Linked DNA regions of Oryctolagus cuniculus: region 1 is linked to region 2. A link is a contact called in public Hi-C data. All regions are on one chromosome and are shown on one strand. Each heading gives the region's core, a stretch centred on a gene start, on an enhancer-like site or on the middle of the called end of the contact. The rest is flanking DNA. Distances are from core to core; before and after follow the strand shown.

Region 1 (5,705 bases), core at 2,649-5,148, 440 kb before region 2:
GCTCCCACAGTCCTTCACCAACTACAGGTCCCGCTCTGAGCTCCCCTTGCCCTACCACTGCATCCTGGGGAAGGTGCGTGGTTCTCAGCTCAGTATTTGTGTGATGTGGGGTCTGAGAGGCACCTGGGGCATTTCAGTTAGGGTTCGCTCTCTAGTTCAAGTGAAGTTGGCAAGGGCTGATTGCTGAAAAAGATTTGTCCCCCAAACTCACCCAGGAGTTTAATCCCCAGTCTCTTCTTCATGGTGATGGGGAAACTTAGTCTGATCATAGTGTTTAGAGGAAGGGCCTTTGGGAGGTGCCTGGGATTGAATTAGTCACTAAGGTAGAGCCTCCAGAATTGGTCATAGTAGCTTTATTAGAAAAGGGACACAGGGGCTGGCGCTGTGGCACAGCAGGTAAAGCCGCTGCCTGCAATGCCAGCATCCCATATGGGTGCCAGTTCGAGTCTTAGCTGCTCCATGTCTGGTCCAGCTCTCTGCTATGGCCTGGGAAGGCAGTAGAAGGTGGCCTGAGTCCTTGGGCCCCTGCACCCATGTAAGAGACCCAGAAGAAGCTCCTGGATCCTGGCTTCAGATTGGCACAACTTCGGTCATTGCAGCCATCTGGGGAATGAACCAGTGGATGGAAGACCTCTTTCTTTTTCTGCTTCTGTCTCTCTGTAACTTTGCCTTTCAAATAAATAAATAAGTCTTTTTTTTTTATAGGCAGAGTGGACAGTGAGAGAGAGAGACAGAGAGAAAGGTCTTCCTTTGCCATTGATTCACCCTCCAATGGCCGCTGCAGCCAGCGCACCGCACGGACCCAAAGGCAGGAGCCAGGTACTTATCCTGGTCTCCCATACGGGTGCAGGGCCCAAGCACCTGGGCCATCCTCCACTGCACTCCCTGGCCACAGCAGAGAGCTGGCCTGGAAGAGGGGCAACCGGGACAGAATCTGGTGCCCCGACCGGCACTAGAACCCGGTGTGCCAGCGCCGCTAGGTGGAGGATTAGCCTATTGAGCCATGGTGCCGGCCCCAAATAAGTAACTAAGTCTTAAAAGAAGAAGAAGAAGGGGCCGGAGCTGCGGCGCCGGAACACCAGGTTCTAGTCCCAGTTGGGGCGCTGGATCCTGTCCCGGTTGCTCCTCCTCCAGGCCAGCTCTCTGCTGTGGCCCAGGAGGGCAGTGGAGGATGCCCCAGGTGCTTGGGCCCTGCACCTGCATGGGAGACCAGGAGGAAGCGCCTGGCTGCTGGCTTTGGATCGGCGTAGCGCACCGGCCATAACGGCCATTTGGGGCGTGAACCAACAGAAGGAAGACCTTTCTCACTGTCTAACTCTGCCTGTCAAAAATAAATTAAAAAAAAAAAAAGAAGACAGAGGAAGAGGAGGAGGGACACAGATGCAGACAGACACACACACTCACCGTCTCTTTCCGTGTGATGCTCTGTGCTACTAAGGCCAGAGGAGGCCCCCTAGACCGTGCACCTCCAGAACCATGAGCCAAAACAAACCTCTTGTCTGTATAAGTCGGCTGCCTTAGGTATTTTACTCTAGTAATAAAAGCTAACCAATAATACACTGTCTCCCAGGTTGGGCTGCGCAGGCCTGAGAATTGATCCAGATTTTCAGGGTCCTAAAAAAAAATGAGCCCTTCTTCCACTTTGCTCTTTTTCCTTTTTATGGCCAAATAATATTCCATTATGCATACACACACACACACACACATACTACATTTTTAAAAAGGCATAGCCTCTGATCAAGCAATTCCTACTTGTTTTTTAGATTTATTTTATTTATTTGAAAGGCAGAGTTACACAGAGAGAAGCAGAGACAGAGACAATGATCGATCCTCCAACTGCTGATTCAGTCCCTAAATGGCTGCAATGGCCAGAGCTGGACCAGGCTGAATTCCTTCCAGGTCTTGCATTTGGGTGGCAGGGGAACCAAGCATCAGGGCCATCTTCTGTTGCTTTTTCAGTTTCATTAGCAGGAAGTTTGATCAGAAGTGGAGCAACCAGGATTTGAACCAGTGCTCATATGAGATGTTGATATCACAGGCAGCAGCTTAATCCACTGTGCCACAATGCTGGCCCCAACAAATACCACATTTGAAAAGGGAAAATTGGAGGGCTGGTACTGTGGCATAGTAGACTAAGCCTCCACCTTGGGGCACTGGTGCCAGTTCATGTCCCAGCTGCTCCTCTTCTGATCCAGCTCTCTGTTACGGACTGGGAAAGCAGTGGAAGTTGGCCCAAGTGCTTGGGCCCTTGCACTCACATGGGAAACCCGGAAGAAGCTCCTGGCTCCTGGCTTCAGATGGGCCCAGCTCTGGCCATTGTGGCCATTTGGGGAGTGAACCAGCAGATGCAAAACCTTTCTCTCCATCTCTCGCTTTCTCTGTAACTCTACCTCTCTAATAAATATTAAAAAAAAAAAAAAAGAAAGAAAAGGAAAACTTTGACAAATTCAATTTAATGGAGTTGAGTTGAGCAAAGAACGATTCACAAACTGGTCAGCCTTCAGAACCAGAAGAGGTTCAGAGAGCTCCATGGTTGGACATGTGGGTAAATAGGACACGGACGTGCAGTACAGAAGCAGCTTCCTAGGTTGCAACTTAGGGGTTTGCCTTATTTGGGCACGGTCTGATCCTCTGGAAGCATGTGATTGGCTGAGATCACGTAGTTGTTAGGCTGCGAGTTTGTATTAAGCTAGGTTGCAGTGCATTACATCAGGACACAAGGTGGGAGGCAGATGAGGTCAAATTTAGTTTAATAATTATACAAGTACACCTTGTTTGCTGAGGATATCCAGTAGTAAGAATGTTAAGGAACCCTGGGTAGCTTCGAGTACTTAGTGTGAACTGTAAGGGGTCGTTTTTCTAGATTCCAAAGCACAGTTTCTTGTGCTGACAGCAGATGCTCCTGCATGGTGATGAAGCCTCTGGATGCCTATAAATGGGATGTATGTAACCCAGGGGTCCATGGGAGCCAGGAACCAGATAGCTGGGCTTCCAGTCCTGACTCCGCCACTGCCTGGGAGAGTTCTCTCTCCTCTGCCTTCCGTCCTTGTTTGTAAAATGAGAGTAATCATTTTGCTGTGGCAAATAAGTAAAATAATACATATAAAATACATAGTGCCTGGCACATAGTAGAAACCTACCAAATATTGTTATATGCACATAACCCCAATATACCATAATTGTGCTATGGGTCTGATTCCTACCTACATGGATCTCAATGAACACGGGGCAGGTGCTTGCTAGGCACTAAACATTCAGTCAAGGCCGATACAGTCCCTGCCCTGGGATGCACAGCTGTCTGTCACCCCACAGTCTCAGTTCTCTCCAGGTGTGTGGGCAGCCTTGGGACTGAGACCTTCCTCCGAAGAAACACAAGGGGGCGGTAGCAGCCCTCAGGCTTGAAGGCGACTGGGCTCTTAAAATTGGGCCTTAGAAAGGAAAGGAAAATAAAGGCGATGGCAGGCAAAGAAGGAAGGGAGGCGAGGAAGAAAGAAGGAAAAGGAAAAAGGAAGTGAGAAGAGTCGGCGACACGGTGGAGTGTCTTCCTAGGGCCTCGCGCCTTGCCAGAAATCAGGCAGAGCTATGTGTGGAATTAATCTGCCCAAGTGCATTGTGGAGAGGGTCTCCAGTGCAGAGAGGAGGGAGAGGCCTTCTGGAGGGCTGGGGCTGAGCACTGTCCCAGGCCCCGCAGGGCCCAGGGCAGCCCCACATCCCCCAACCCCCTCCTGGTCAGAGCTGTCTTGGGCCCCTCCGGCTTTGGGACAGTCCCTGTCCTGAGCCAGCCGTGTCTGCAGCTGACAGCCCCTGCCTGGCCATCTAAGATTTACCACCAGGAAACAGATGAAGAGGTTAGGAAAGCAAGCTCAGAGGGAGTTACCAGGCCGGAGGACATCTGCCTAGGAGGGCAGAGGTGACCACAAGTCCAAGTTTGGCTCTCAAATTGCACGCCCTCACCTTCAGGCAGAGTCCTGGCATACACTCTGTAGTATGCTCTCCTATTCGGAGCTGGACAAGAGGCAGAAGCCAGGGCTCCCCGAGGCCTGTTTATCTCTACTGAGCAATTTGCATGCACAACCCTGTCACCAAGATCACAGGAGGTGATTCCTGCCTCCTGGGACCCCACACAGCCACTCTGAGTCCTTCCCCGAGAGGAAGGAAAGGGCCCGCCTCGGTGCTGCTTGGCCATTTGCTCAGGAGGCGATGGCTTTTTTCGAACCCAGGAAACTCCCATCCCCAACTGCCAGACAGCCTTTTACAAACTGCTTTTTCCTGGAAGACTCTCCGATAGGGCACCTCACAGTTAAATACAACTCTGTGCTGAGAATCGGCTAAGTGGTAGGATGCTAATGAACACTATGGGATGCAAAGGATGCAGCCACTGCCAAGCTATTAAACCACAGAATTTCCTCCCTTTGCTGGATCCCACATCTGCAGCGGGGGTCCTCCCTCGTGGTAGCCAGCACAGTTTCTATGGAGGAATCAAGCTGGGGCATTTCACGGAGATGAACCCCACGCCCTGGGCTGTGCTGTGCAGTGTGCAGGGTGTGTGTGCACGTGTGTGTGTGTGTGTGTGGGTGTGTGAGACTGAGAGACTCGGGCACACCTCAGCTCAGGTGCCTGTTGTCATTGCTACTGACACAGGGAAGGCTATTTAAAGTCACCAAACGCCATTAAAGCCAGGGTTGGCATTTAACACAGCAACAGTTAAGATCCTTTTTGGTTAGAACCGGCTCTGCTTCCAGTCCAGCTTCTTGCTAATGCACACCCCGGTGTTGTGGGTGAGCTGGGGTCTAAATTCCTTTTCCAAGGTCTTGCCTTTCACCTAGAGAAGCATTCTAAATACAGACATAAATATGGCACACAGAGTGATACGGTTTATTGAAAGGTAAGGAACACACACACTCATGGACACTGCTCGGGATAGAGTGGGCCAGGAAGGGAAAAGGATGGGGAAGGGAAGTGCAGAGACCACCAGCCTCAGCACCCTGTCTCATCCTGGTCTGCAGGGACAGCGAGCCCCTCCAGTCGCCAGCCTCTTCTGAGGTTGGAAGGGGAGCGGCTATATGATACCTCCCAGGAGAAGAGCGATATAGCCTGGGAAAGGGTTTGTTTGAATGATAGGTCGACAGATAGGACAGCATAGGGCAGAGGAGGTGTGGTTTCCAGATGGCGGCCCCATCTAGCTCCCTGCCTTTATTGCATGTCACTGAGAGGCAACAGACCATAGCTTAAGGGCTCAGGTACCCACCACTCACATGGGAGACTTGGATTGAGTTCTAGGCTCCTGGCTTTGACCTGGCCCAGCCCTGGCTCTGGTAGACATTTGGGGAGTAGACCAGTGGGTGGAAGATCTATCTCTGTCTCTCAAATAAATGAAAATAAGTAAGTTCATAAAGTCTGCATGACTTCTCACCCTCCCAGGAAATTACAGAGTTCAGAGTGGTGCAAATCCCAGTCTGTACTGTTCTTGTATCTTCCTCTGTGTCGGCTTAGGTGGGAGTCTCATCATGTTGTTATACTGGAAATTCTCTTCTACTCTTGCCAAAGTGTCCTAGTACATACGTTATAGAATGACCCCCAAAGCTAGTCGGAGAAGTTGCTATAGTACCTCCAAACGGGGTTTGCTCACCCGACACATAGAAAGCCCATCACTGGCATTGGGATGGTGGGAGAAAGCAGGCTTTTATTGCTAACTGCAGAGCAAG
Region 2 (6,006 bases), core at 1,051-3,550:
TGAGACAAAACAACTACTGTTGATCAAGGACAACAAAATTTATAATAAAATCCTTAGAAGAGCTTAGAAGCTTCATGTGAATTTTTTTCAAAGTCCTTGAATCTCAGTTTTATCACATATTAAAAATTTACTATGAGATGTACAAATAAGGGAAGCTATATAAGTATATTTCCTGTTTGTCCTTGCCCAATATTCTAGGCTCTATGATCTTTGACTGAGGGATTTCACCTAGTCCCACAGCTTTAATTAATACTGGACATTTTCCAAATCCACAGTTAGAGCCCAATTCTTGCTTCTGAGCTCCAGACTGAGATTTCCAGTTGTAAGCTGAGTGCATACTGTGATGCCATTATACAGACATAACAAACCCAACATATCCATAACTGAATTTGCCCTTCCCACATGAGAAGCGGTTGGGAAAATCATATGAATGTCTAAATATCTCTCAAATAGGAAATTTTGGGGCCAGCATTGTGGCACAGTGGGTAAAGCCACCACCTGCAACACTGGCATCCCAAATGGGCACTGGTTCCTGCACTGGCTGTGCTACTTCCAATCCAGCTCCCTGCCAACAGTCTGGGAAAAGCAGTCCAGGATGGCCCAAGTGTTTGGGCTGCTGCACCCACATGGGTGACCTGCACAAAGCTGCTCGCTTGCAGTTTTGGCCTGGCTCAGTTCTGGCCACCGTGGCCATCTAGGGAGTGAACCATGGATAGAAGAGCTCGATCTCTCTCTTCTCTCTCTCCCTCCACGTCTCTCTGTCTTTCCCTCTCTTTCTGTAGCTCTTTCAAATAACTAAATCTTAAAAAGAAAGGGAAAATTTCACCTATATGTTTTATTCCACTTCAATACCTTGAATTCCTATATTCCTTCTGTTCATATCTGCTCAGCTCTGAAGCAGTATTTCTGAAGGACACTAGGCTTGATAACTTAGTTTAGTGATGGACTAACTCTAAGCCAGACTGCCTGAGCTCCATCCTAGCTCTATATTTATTAATTCTGTTATTTGGGGGAAGTATTTTTATGTCTCAATTTCCTCATATAATGTATCAACCAAATAGAGCTATTCTAAGAATTAAAAGATACATATATCTTTTAATATGTGTACACACACGCACAAATAACTTAGAACAGTCTCATGCATACACTAAGCATGTAATGAATGAGAGCAGGCAGTGCTGAGGATGGTGCTTATGCAAGACTCCACTTGCTGGAATCACTGCCAACAGTCTTTCAAGTGGCCTTCCTCCTCTTAGCTTGCCCTTCTTCTGTATGTCATAATATTAATTCTAAGTGAATTTCAGGTATTCTTCCCAAATTGATTCTCCCACAGTTTGCCCTTTCTAAGAAAATGGCAATGGTATTCATTTCATCCAAAAGTCCTAAAGTTATCTTCAGCTCTCTCTCTCTCACCTTACATTCAATATATCAGCAAATCCTATTATTTCTACTCTTTAAAAAATGTATCCACACTGTGGGGCTGGCATGCCAGATCAGAGTGCCCACTCAAGTCCTGACGGCTGCACCTCCTATCCAGTTCCTGCTAATGTATCTGGGAAGGCAGCAGAAGATGGTCCAAGTGCTTGGGCCACCCACATAGGAGACCCAGATGGAGTTCCTGGCTTTTGGCTTTTATTTGGCCTAGTATGGGTTCTTATAGCCATTTGGGGAGCAAACCAGCAGGTGAAAAATCCATCTCTCTCTTTCTCTACCTCTGTGTGTGTGTGTATGTGTGTCCCTCCATTTCTGATGGTATGCTTTTCAAGTAAATAAATGGTAAAAAACAAAAACAACCCAAGAATCCACTGTTAGCACCCCAGAACGAGGTACGACCTTTCACCTAGAATAATGGAATAGTCTAGTTGGTCTCCTGTGACTGCAGCTGCCTGCCAACAGTCTCCACATAGTGACAGCATGGGTATTTAAAACTATTTTCAATCACATAATTCCTTTATGTAAAACCTCCAGTCTTCCCATCTCACTCAAAATCAAGTCTCCACTATGGCGCTTCATGATCCGTCCCACCGCTTGTTCTTTCCTTTCTTCTTCTCATGCCCCACTGGTCTCCCCTCAAAAAATCACTCTAGCCCCTAACATTGCTATGTTACAAGCTACATTAAGTCTTGGAATGGTGGTTCCCTAAGCCTGGACATCTTACTCAGTTCTCTACTGAAATGTCAACTTACCAGAGATCTTCTTGGAACAAAAAAAATCTAAAATAGGAGACACATACAGATATGCCCCATTTGTTTTTAACACTAGAATAAATGCAAGCTGGTAGGCAGACTCTCAGAAGTGCTGCACACCCCCACCCCAACTTCAGTGAATACTCCAGATGCCTATTTCTATTTCCTGGCATTCATAGCCTGTGCAGTCTATTCCCCTGGAGAAAACTGCTTAAGTATGAGGATTCAGCAATGTTAGCTAGATGTTACTTGGGTTACATTTTTTAAACGATGACTTCTGTCTTGCTAGCAACTCTCTTTATTGTTTTTTGTTTTGTTTTGTTTTTCGGCTTAGATGCTTTGAGAGAGGGTCACAGAGCAAGAAAATGAGGGCAGCATACAACCAACAGCCAGCAACAGACTGAGGCCTTCTGTCCAACAACCTGTATGAAACTGAATCCTGCCAAAACCATGGGCTCTGGAATGGATTGTTCACAGGCAAGCCATCACATGAGACTGGAGCTCAATCAACACCTTCATTACAGCCTTCTCAGAAACCATGAAGCGGGACTGGCGTGGCAAAACAGGTTAAGCCACCACTTGCAATGTGGACATCCCGTATCTGAGTACTGGTTCAAGTCCTGGCTGCTCTACTTCTAATCCAGCTTTCTGCTAATAGGCTCTGGAAGGAGTGGATATTGGCCCAAGTGCCTGGGCCCCTGCTACCAATATAGGAGACCTGGATGGAGCTCCTGGCTTCTGGCTTCAATAGGCGCAGCCCTGGCTGCTGTGGCCATTTGGAGAGTGAGCTAGCAAACGGAAGATCTCTTTGTTTCTCTCCCTCTCTCTCTGATGCTCTCCCTTTCAAATAACTAACTAACTAACTAACTAGCTAACTAACTAACTAACTAAATCTTAAAATAAAAAAGGAAGAAACCATGAAGTAAGATCTAGGTTTTGGGTATGGGATAGTCAGTGATTGGAATGAACTAATATTGGTAAGGCATAAAATACATTTAGAGATAGAAAACGTATTTCTTTGTTTGAATAGAACTAGGAAAAAAACAAACAAAATAGGATTAAAGTAATATTATCGGGGCCAGCGCTGTGGTGTAGCAGGTAAAGCCGCCGCCTGCAGCACCAGCATCCCATATGGGAGCTGGTTTGAGACCTGGCTGCTCCTCTTCCCATCCAGCTCTCTGCTATGGCCTGGGAAAAGCAGTATTAGATGGTCCAAATCCTTGGGCCCCTGCACCCACATGGGAAGACCCAGAGGAAGCTCTTGGCTCCTGGCTTCGGATTGGTGTAGCTCTAGCCACTGCAGCCAATGGGGAATGAATCAGCAGATGGAAGACCCCTCCCCACCTCCAGCCTCGCCTTCTCTCTCTGTGTAACTCTAACTTTCAAATTAATAAATAAATCTTTAAAAAAATATTATCAGCATGTAGAACACAACTTTTACTACTTTAAAAGAAAGAGCAGGGAACAGTGAGCTAAGTAAGATTCAGAATAATTGGGATGTAGGTCTTTTTCTGACTTAGCTCTATGATAGGAAATAAGCAGTACAGCAGGCTATGAAGTCAGGAGACGGGTCTGCCCCAGTTCTTCTGCACACTCGGAGTTTTAGGTTAACTTTGCTTGTCTTAAAGTGGGTGAGGATAAAGCCGTAACTTAAAAGCATTTCAAAACGAGGTTACGTAAAATAAGGTGATACATAAGTATGTAATGATTAATTGAAGATTCAATACAAACTTCCACATAGGGAATACTCTTGCTTGGAGATTCTCATCTTGTCTACACTCTTGCTCCTGACCTACCACACTTTTAATCCTAAAGACTTCTTCCCTAAGTTTAGCTGTGGTACTGATCTCAACTCTCTTCTATGCTACATGGCAGATTCTGATTTGGAGTAAAAAGACTTACAGAGGCCGGCGCCGCGGCTCACTAGGCTAATCCTCCGCCTAGCGGCGCCGGCACACCGGGTTCTAGTCCCGGTCGGGGCGCCGGATTCTGTCCCGGTTGCCCCTCTTCCAGGCCAGCTCTCTGCTGTGGCCAGGGAGTGCAGTGGAGGATGGCCCAGGTGCTTGGGCCCTGCACCCCATGGGAGACCAGGAAAAGCACCTGGCTCCTGGCTCCTGCCATCGGATCAGCGCGGTGCGCTGGCCGCAGCGCGCCGGCTGCGGCGGCCATTGGAGGGTGAACCAATGGCAAAGGAAGACCTTTCTCTCTGTCTCTCTCTCTCACTGTCCACTCTGCCTGTCAAAAAAATAAAAAAATAAATAAAATTTAAAAAAAAAGACTTACAGAAAATTTTCATTAGACATTTTAAATTATAAAACAAAAAATGAGTGGGAAGTTATACATGAAAAACAGCAAAATTCTAATGAAAAATTTTAACCCTTGGTTGAGAAAAGACTTATCTTTGAAAATATTTTAAATGTCATAACTCCTATAGGAGTTATTCCTAAATTTTAAAATCACACATAAAACAATTATACATCTAAAAAAATTTCCACACTATTCATGACATCACAACAAAAAATGTATAATTTCTGAATTTCAAAATTGTGTGTGTTGGAGGGGTTGTTTGTTGAACTTTTTTTCTTCACTTCTATGCTATCAGACACCTGTTAAAATGTTGTGGCAAACTGAAGGCTTTCAAAGAAACCATCTTTGGATAGGATGAGATTTGTTTGTGGTAAAATTATAAACAAAGAGATGGCTGGAGGCCAGCTAGGAGGTATGCCAAAGAAACTTCTAAGTGATCAGATCACAAAGCCTGGAGCATAATTAGAACTATTGGGCCACAGAGGATATATTTTACATCCAAACAAGGAATTTTAGCTCAGATGGGGTACATAATAGATCACCAGAAGGAAAAAGCACCCAACTCTAGAATCACTGTATAAACAGTCCTCAGAGATGCAGCTTTCACTCAGAGTACAGTTAGAGACTTGCATGTGGCAGTTGAGATCAAGGAAAAAGCAAGAGGAGAAGAATTCAGTTAGGTCAATAATAAGGAAGAAGTATGTATTTGCATTAGCAAAGTGAGTTTTGAATCAAAATATTTTAAACTATCTATCTTAAATAGATGGTCACTAAATTACATGAACCCATTATTTCTAGAAGGTATACCATTTCATTATTAAATCTAGGTCTTTTGTCCCTTTGCTACTGCACACTAACATATTTAGCATATAAAAATATAAGAAAAATGCTATAAAATTCCTTCTATTTGGCTTTAAAATAAGAAGTTCTCATAAAAATATTATTAAATCAAATATGCAAAGATGTTTTATTAGAAATGTAGATCTGCCTCACTCACTAAAAAACTACCTTTTTTTTTTTTTTTTTTTTTTTGACAGGCAGAGTGGACAGTGAGAGAGAGAGACAGAGAGAAAGGTCTTCCTTTGCCGTTGGTTCACCCTCCAATGGCCGCCGCAGCCGGCGCTCTGCGGCCGGCGCACCGCGCTGATCCGATGGCAGGAGCCAGGAGCCAGGTGCTTCTCCTGGTCTCCCATGGGGTGCAGGGCCCAAGCACTTGGGCCATCCTCCACTGCACTCCCTGGCCATAGCAGAGGGCTGGCCTGGAAGAGGGGCAACCGGGACAGAATCCGGCGCCCCGACCGGGACTAGAACCCGGTGTGCCGGCGCCGCTAGGCGGAGGATTAGCCTAGTGAGCCGCGGCGCCGGCCAAAAACTACCTTTCAAGGGAAATCCAAAACCAACACTGGAAAGCACTCCCTACTGTCCTGGCTCTCTCTCCTGGGCCTCTCTCCCCTTACCTCAACTCCTTAACGTCCTTCTGCTCCTCCCCTCAGAGGTGTGCTGGAGCCTGCTC

Evidence for each region. Hi-C and Micro-C count contacts between places; a contact is called where the count stands out from the background.
Region 1: a Hi-C map of an unstated tissue shows a contact between it and region 2, with 3 times the contacts expected there. The contact joins two enhancer-like sites. A contact is called at or near these places in 3 of 6 Hi-C or Micro-C datasets (ear pinna, embryonic fibroblasts and an unstated tissue).

What each region holds. Positions count from the first base shown.
Region 1 is chr10:16,881,149-16,886,853 of mOryCun1.1, reverse strand. No RefSeq gene overlaps it. Among named protein-coding and RNA genes, the nearest start is that of RNF152, 250 kb to the right of the region's middle. Within about 2 kb of position 3,898, at least 2 of the 8 cell types and tissues checked have an H3K27ac peak or open chromatin away from gene starts, as enhancers often do.
Region 2 is chr10:16,440,390-16,446,395 of mOryCun1.1, reverse strand. All of the region lies in intron 12 of PIGN (phosphatidylinositol glycan anchor biosynthesis class N), which reads right to left. Among named protein-coding and RNA genes, the nearest start is that of PIGN, 57 kb to the right of the region's middle. Within about 2 kb of position 2,300, at least 1 of the 8 cell types and tissues checked has an H3K27ac peak or open chromatin away from gene starts, as enhancers often do.